Linked DNA regions of Mus musculus: region 2 is linked to region 1. The links are chromatin contacts, called in public promoter capture Hi-C maps. All regions are on one chromosome and are shown on one strand. Each heading gives the region's core, a stretch centred on a gene start, on an enhancer-like site or on the middle of the called end of the contact. The rest is flanking DNA. Distances are from core to core; before and after follow the strand shown.

Region 1 (3,504 bases), core at 550-3,049:
CCACCCTTTACCAGCTCCCAACACTAGAGAAAGAGCTCTGAGATCTTGGTTCAGAGCTGTCACTGCCAGGACATCCCTTCTCCCTGGGACATCTCACTGCTGTGAGATCCCATTCGAGTCAAAAGCCAATCTAAACTTTCATTTCCCCAGGTCTAGAAGGAAGTCTGTTTTTTCTTTTTGTCTTGTCATGAGTTCTCAATATGTGTATCTCACACATTCCCCCTGTACATGATGTAGAGGACAGCCAATGGAGGGTCTGCAGGCTAGTGATCTGTAGATGCTAACCAAAGTGCAAGCATTCCCACCCAAACTGGTCTTCTGCTGATTATAACAGCTGCCAAGCAAGCACCACTCACTACCTGCCCAGCACATGAAGGGGCAAGTGAAACTATAAAACTTGCAAAATCTGTGGGACTTCACAAAGTTGGTGGGGGTGGGGCAGAGAAGACAGCTGAAGACCACAGAGAAGGATGTGGGGGAAGTGTATGACATCAAAAAGATGTACTGAGTTCTCAGAATACTCAGTGGGGGGCTGGGGGTGGGGGGGAGATCTGAAGAAGTGGCTCAGTGGTTAAGAGTACTTAATGCTATTTCAAAGGGCCCCAGTTTAGTTCCCAGCACCTACATGGTAGCTCATAGCTATCAGTAACTTTAGTCTCAAGGGATCTGAGCCCCTCTTCTGACCTTGGAGGCCACCAAATACACACAGGATCCCCTTAAAGGGGGGAAGGTCAAAGGATCCTTGTTTTTGAAGAAGCCCTAGTTTGTTTGTTTGTTTGGTTTATTTATTTTTGTAAATCAGGGGTTTTCTACTAGCTCTGGTTCTCCTGGAATTCACTATGTAGATAGACCAGACTGGCCTCAAACTCCTGTGAGGCAGACATCTGCCTGCCTCTGTCTCTGCCTCCCTAATGCTGGGATTAGAGGCCCCAAGTGTTGGGATTAAAGGGGTGCACCACCATATCCAGCTAGCCCCGGTATTTTGGTAAAACAAAACAATCTCTTACAGCAAACCAATAATAGCTCAACTCCGTAAGGGGGGAAAAAAACCTTCAACATTCAGTATGTGATTCACTCTTCACAAACCACTATGCTCGTGACCATGATTAGAATTAAAACACTCTTAACCAAGAAGTATGTGATTCGTTTATCTTCATAATCTTTATCTTTTCTGGACAATAACCTAACCCAGCTTAGCTGCCCACGCGTTTTTGTGACTTTTGGTCCTGTCGGCAAGACAGACCAACCTCGAAGCAGGATGTGAAGGGGAGATACCATCTTGACCTTCTTCTTCCCTGACAAGACTACAGACACCCTATCCCAAAGAGAGAGAGAGAGAGAGAGAGAGAGAGAGAGAGAGAGAGAGAGAGAGAGCCTGAGCCTAATGGGTGTGTACAAGAAGGTCAGAGGGTTCTGCCAAGCACCATCGCACACCAGAGGGAAAATCTCCACAGTGGGAGTAGGTCCCATCACTCTCCTTTATAGGCCTGAAGTCGCTTTGTACAAAAAAGGGAAACCGAGGCCCAGTGAGGACATGGACTCTGGCCCAAGTCCAGTCGGTGTCAGCGCTAGCACTGGAAGTAATGCAGTTAACCAAAGTGAAGCTCCTCGTGGGTCATGGTGCCCACTCCTGTCCTGGATCACCTAGACCGTGGTTGGCGGGAAAGCCGAGGACGCGGATCCTGCCTGGGCGACCCCATGCTTGGGCGGGCCAGGGGGGTCCGGCTGCCTGGCCCCAACCCGCAGCAAACCGCGCCCCACGAGGGGCCCCCGCCCGCTCCCCTTCCCCTCCCCTGGCAGGAGGAGGAGACTTGGCGGCCCTCCCCCGGCCTCCCGACGGCCGCCGCAGCCAGCCCCGCGCCCGCTCCACCCAGAGCAGCAGTTCGGACGTCCGGAATCCCAGCCCCGGCCCGAGGTGAGTGGGGACGGCGGGGCGGGAGGTCATCGCGACAGGGTACTCGCTGCGGTCTCGGAGCCGCTCACGCGAGGGAAGAACTTTGCAGCGAGGGACAGGAGCCGGGGCGGCGCCCGCCGCACCCCAAACTTGAGTCCAACTTTTTAGTCCCACTTAGAGTCCCCCGGCCCGTCTCCATCCCCGTGGAAGCCGGGTCCCGTGGCGGGACAGTGGGGGAGGGGGCGCCCGTGGAATGCCGGCAGGGCCAGGAGGGGGGGGGATGGCAGGCGGGGGCGGAATGTGGAACTCTCCCGGGGGACCCAACGTGGTCACCATGGCGAGTGCCGGACGGACGGGTGGCACTGGCCAATCGGAGCACGGCTTTACGCCCAGACCCGTTGCGCTACCAATGGAAACCAAGCGGTGGGGTGGGCGGGACCGCGTCTTGCAGGACCGGACCCCCGCACCCCCTCCAGCCGCTAGGGGGAGCGGGGCTGGTGGCCCGCGAAGGGGCTACCAAGTAGGGACTGGGCCCTGGAAAGCTGAAAACTTAATTTCGGGAAGGAATGCGGGCAAGTGGGGCAAGGGCTTGATGCTAAGAGAAGGGAAGGGCTTCAGCAGCCCACTGCCCTGGTTGTGCCGAGGGGTAGCACTCTTCCTCATCCCGGGACTTCAGTTTGCGTAAGTGAATGTCCCTTATTCGGCCCGGATTACTGAGCTGTTGTAGGAGTACGATGAGTTCTTATTGGCAGAGTCTTACCCACCTGCTGGAGGAATTAGAAATCTTGTTGGTGCCTCTCAATACATAGGAAAACTGATGCTCAGAAAGGCCAGGAACCTGCACATACCACACGGTGTGTAATAGCAACGCTAGGGTTAATGTCTGTTCTATACGAATGTGCGATGCCAAGAGTTGCTAAGAGTCCTGGGGCTGGAGTAGGTGAAAGCTTCCACTCTTCCAAGTCATGTTTGTTTGGCGGGCCTAGTATCTGAAGATCTCCCTAGTAAGCGCTTCCAGGGGCATGGTGCTCTTCAGGTAGTCACGCATGACCCAGCCACAAGCTCTGTTCTAGCATAGAAACCCTGCTCTCCTCCCTTCCCCACCCCTCCGTTTCTTTCCTGGAGGTCCAGCAGCTGTAAGCTGGGCTCTCTCAGTATCCATGGTCAGAGGGACAGACAGCCCACAGTCTGCGGGCTGACCAGCCTTGGGCCCTGCACTTATCCAATCAGGCAGTCCCCTTGTGGTTTCCTGCTGGGCTCTAATCCCTACCCACAGCTAGGCCTGTGGCCCTGGGCTTACCCCAGAGTCCACCTGAAAGATTCTAAGAAGATACGGGAGAATTCTGAGCTGTGGAGGTCTTGGGTTCCCCATTCCCTCAGCTGGTCCCCATCCAGGGCTTAGTGTTTCTCATTCCTTGCAGTGGCTTCTGAGAAAACCAACCGAACCTCGAGGGCAGAATACAATGTTGAATATCTCCTCCCTCTCCCCATCAGAGAGTTCCTCTGGCAAGAGCTCAGACACCGGACTCTGACCTTGGCCACAGATGGGCTTAGACACCTACCTGTATTAGCGCCTGGCTGAAAACCAACTTCTGATTTTTAGGATGACA
Region 2 (3,504 bases), core at 464-2,963, 42 kb after region 1:
GAAGGGGGCAGAGGGACACTTTTGCGGATATAGAAACTCCCTATGGTGACTTCAAGTTGCTAACGTTCAGGGTAGGAAAACATCAGGGACTCAGATTGACTCTGTGTCAGACCATCCACCCGCATGTGGATCTACAAACAGATTTATAAGTGTAAAGCCAAAAATTAGATACAAATTTGGGTATGGTGGCACTTGGGAGGCAGAAGAAGGCAGGTCAAGGCCAACCTGGTCTATACATCCAGTTCCAGGACTGCTAGAGAAATCCTGTGTCAAAAAAAAAGGAGGAGAAAGAGGAAGAGGAGGAGAAGAAGAAAGAAAGAAAGAAAGAAAGAAAGAAAGAAAGGAAGGAAGGAAGGAAGGAAGGAAGAAAGAAAGAAAGAAAGAAAGAAAGAAAGAAAGAAAGAAAGAAAGAAAGAAAGAAAAGGGAATTAGCACAGTGGGTAGAAGTAGATATTGAGTAAAAATTTTGAAAGAGAATGAAGTTTAGGAATCCCACTTAGAGATGATACTTCTAAATTTCATTATATTATTACAATTAATTTGCAGTTCAGGGGATTGAACCTAGAGAAGGTTCCTTCCTTCCTTCCTTCCTTCCTTCCTTCCTTCCTTCCTTCCCTCCCCCCTCCTCTCTCTCTCTCTTTCTTTTCTTCTTTCTTTCTTTCTTTCTTTCTTTCTTTCTTTCTTTCTTTCTTTCTTTCTTTCTTTCTTTTTGTTTCTTTCTTTCTCCCCCCCTCTCTTTTTCTTTCTTTCTTAAGTAGGATCTCACTAAGGCTGGCCTTGAACTCATCAGCTTCCTGCCTCAGCATGGGATTATAGACAAGTACTACTAGGCCAGGCTAAGAGGCCTCTTTTTGTTGAAACTCTCTTTTTTTCTCTGTGGCCATACAGCTTCTCTAGCAGTGTCCCAGGATGAAAGCAGTTCACTCTGAGGGCTTGAGAGCTGAGGACTTTATGAGCTGCTGTTTGAAGTAAAGCAGAGGGTCAAGTTTGGAAGCTGCATGGGAAGGTCAGGAGGTCATGGGAAGGTCAGGAGGTTCAGTTTAGCATCCAGGAAGAAGAAAGCCATTTCCTGTCCTATAGCCCCGTGGCTTCCACTTAACACACACTTTAGTGACAATCCTGGGACATTTTAAGCGGACAGAAAATGGCTCCTTTACTTTGCTGGACAAGGCTGAGTCTCTAGTGTTCCGGCAGAGGGGGTGGGGAGGTAGGGTTGGGAGGATACGGGGCAGGGGATATACATGCGTGGGTACTGGGTTCTTGATTCCTTCATGCATTAGGCTAATCTCTCACAGAGTGCAGCTGAGTGTGCGATTGGGGAAGTGGGGCAGGTACTGAGCAGGACTGGATGGTAGCAAAGTGTATGTCTAGCAGGGTACTGACTCTTGATGTTGGGAGGTGAGGTTCAAGGACTGGGAGTTGATATAGGGTTCAGCCTCCAGCAGATGCAAGACCACGTGGGTTTGAGTTTTAGAGCTCAGGGAGGAGCTGGTGCGACTGAGGTGGGTACTAGAAGTGAGCAGAGGGCTAGACTGCCAGGCGGAAATTTCTGTCCTAGTAATAAGACTTTGGCAGGACTCCGGGACGAGGCGTGGCTCCGAGAAGGGGCGTGGCACGATGCCAGGGATGGGCGGGGGCGTGGCGGTGGGGCGTGGCGCGGCGCCAGGGCGGCGCGGGGCGTGGCCTCAAGGGGCGTGGCGTCGCGGATCAGCAGAACCAGCTACCTCCCGAGTCTCCTCTGGATCCGGAGCTGGCGGCTGCGCTTCACTTCTAGCTTACAACCAGAGCCGCGCGCCGCCACCCTACCTTCCCCTCCCGGCCGCGCCGAGACGCGGGCATGAGCCCGCCCCGCGTCCCGCGGAGCCAGCGCCCCGGCCCGGGCCTCGGCGCCTAGGTAAATAGGGGAATACGAAGCGCGGGGGGGGGGGGGGATCCCTAGGCCTCACCGAGACGTGAGACTCCCGCAACTCTCATCCTGGGGCGCCTGTGGTCACCTCCGGAGCCCGCGGGCTCTCCCAGCTATGGGAGCGTCCTACTTTAAGGAAGGAGGACTCAGACGCGCCTCTCGAAGCCAGCGAGACCCTGAAACTCCCTGAGCCGTCCTCAACCAGCTCCCATCTCTAGGAAGCGCAGGTGTGAGTCTTACCTCACCTGTATTCCCCATGTAACCCATCAGAGAAACCCAGATCCCCGGTTCCCTGAGCCTCTTCCCGGAAGCAGCCTTCCTCGCCTTCCTGCTCCCCAAATTCCAAGAGACACTTTCCTTTTACTGCCTATCCGACCTGCAAGTGGCATTCCTATTCATTGCAGTCCTCCGGGCTAGCAGCCTCCTGCCTTAAAACCTTTCTCCTCTGGCTCTGGGAGTCTGTACACATTCTTTTGGAGACAGCTATCTGTCACAGCATAAGGACCGGAGTGGAGCCTTGGGCAGTCGGGAGTTCTGTGCAATCTGCCTGCGTGGAGCGGTGGGAGCAAAACAATTGCCAGACACTTGGATGGAGGGCTTTGATAAGACAGGGCAGCCAGGGGCCAGGTGTCAGCTCCAGCACATTCCAACAGCCTCCAGGGGCTGCGCTTCCTGCACATTCTTTGAGGGCCCTTTTCGGAGAAATGCAGGCTGCTGTGTAGGTATCCCAGGTAGGTCCCAGGAGCTGTGTCCCTCTCGCTCTGCTGCTAGTCTCTGTGCCTGGGTGCTGGGTATTCCTGGGCAGGGCACCAGGCTGGATGTGACCTCATCCAACAACCCCAGCCAAGGTGGGGCCCCTAGCCAGGCTCAGACAGTGTCAGCAGCAGCACAAGTCCCCTGAGGCAGCTTTGAACAAACTGTGGATCACGGACCCGGCTGGTTCTCCTGGACTTTGCTGGTCTTGCCAGTTGGCACCGAGATGTGGAGAAGTGGGAGCCCGCTGCCGCTTACACTCTCTGGAAGCAGAGCTGATAATGGTGTTGAAAGGATGGGGACAATGCTAGATATAATTAGTGTCCCTCCCTAGATTGGCATCCACTCTGTCCTTTATCAGTGTCCTGGTCACTGGGATGGAGCTATAGCTAGATAGAAGGGGCTTGGGAACTGTCATTGTAGGTGTCCCTACATGGCCAAGTGACAGATGAAGGAACCGGGAACATCAAATCTCATAGTGACATGTGACAGACTGAAACACTGGATGTTGAGAGACAGCTAATTAGCAAGGCCAGGGTGTCAGGAGGGCCTGAAGGAGGAGGCAGATTTTCAGCGGAGCTCCAAATGAGGCAGTGGAATATACTTGAGACCATGGGAGGGAGTTTAGTTAGAGGCAGGAAAAAGCAAGCGCAGTGAACTTTACTGAGAAGGCTTTATGTACTGAGAGGTGGCAGGGTACCAGGGGAGAACAGACAGCAGTGGTATGAGGCATTGGACCACATTGCTGGGGACCATGAGTGTTCAGATGTCCTGACCCCCCCATGTTCGCTCTGCCTGGTTCAGTACTTGTGGCTGGCTCTCCTTGGACCAAACCTTCTGGGGCT

What was found. Promoter capture Hi-C pulls out the DNA fragments that hold promoters and counts their contacts.
Region 2: a promoter capture Hi-C map of liver shows a contact between it and region 1. The contact joins the promoter of Dok4 here to the promoter of Ccdc102a in region 1. A contact is called at or near these places in 13 of 39 promoter capture datasets (the C10 cell line, the HPC-7 cell line, HPC-7-derived erythroid cells and 9 more), 9 of 15 datasets of contacts at CTCF or cohesin (CD8 T cells, the G1E-ER4 cell line, the NIH/3T3 cell line and 3 more), 196 of 484 Hi-C or Micro-C datasets (the 63-12 cell line, the AML12 cell line, the AtT-20 cell line and 97 more), 45 of 115 datasets of contacts at active chromatin or transcription factors (the 230-238 cell line, CD8 T cells, the HPC-7 cell line and 29 more) and 6 of 9 other capture datasets (adipose tissue, embryonic stem cells, embryonic tail and 3 more).

The regions. Positions count from the first base shown.
Region 1 is chr8:94,916,393-94,919,896 of GRCm38.p6, reverse strand. It overlaps Ccdc102a (coiled-coil domain containing 102A), which reads left to right and starts at 1,799. Exons shown (of 9, transcript NM_001033533.3): 1 at 1,799-1,915.
Region 2 is chr8:94,874,521-94,878,024 of GRCm38.p6, reverse strand. Dok4 (docking protein 4) reads left to right here and starts at 1,713. Exons shown (of 9, transcript NM_053246.3): 1 at 1,713-1,894.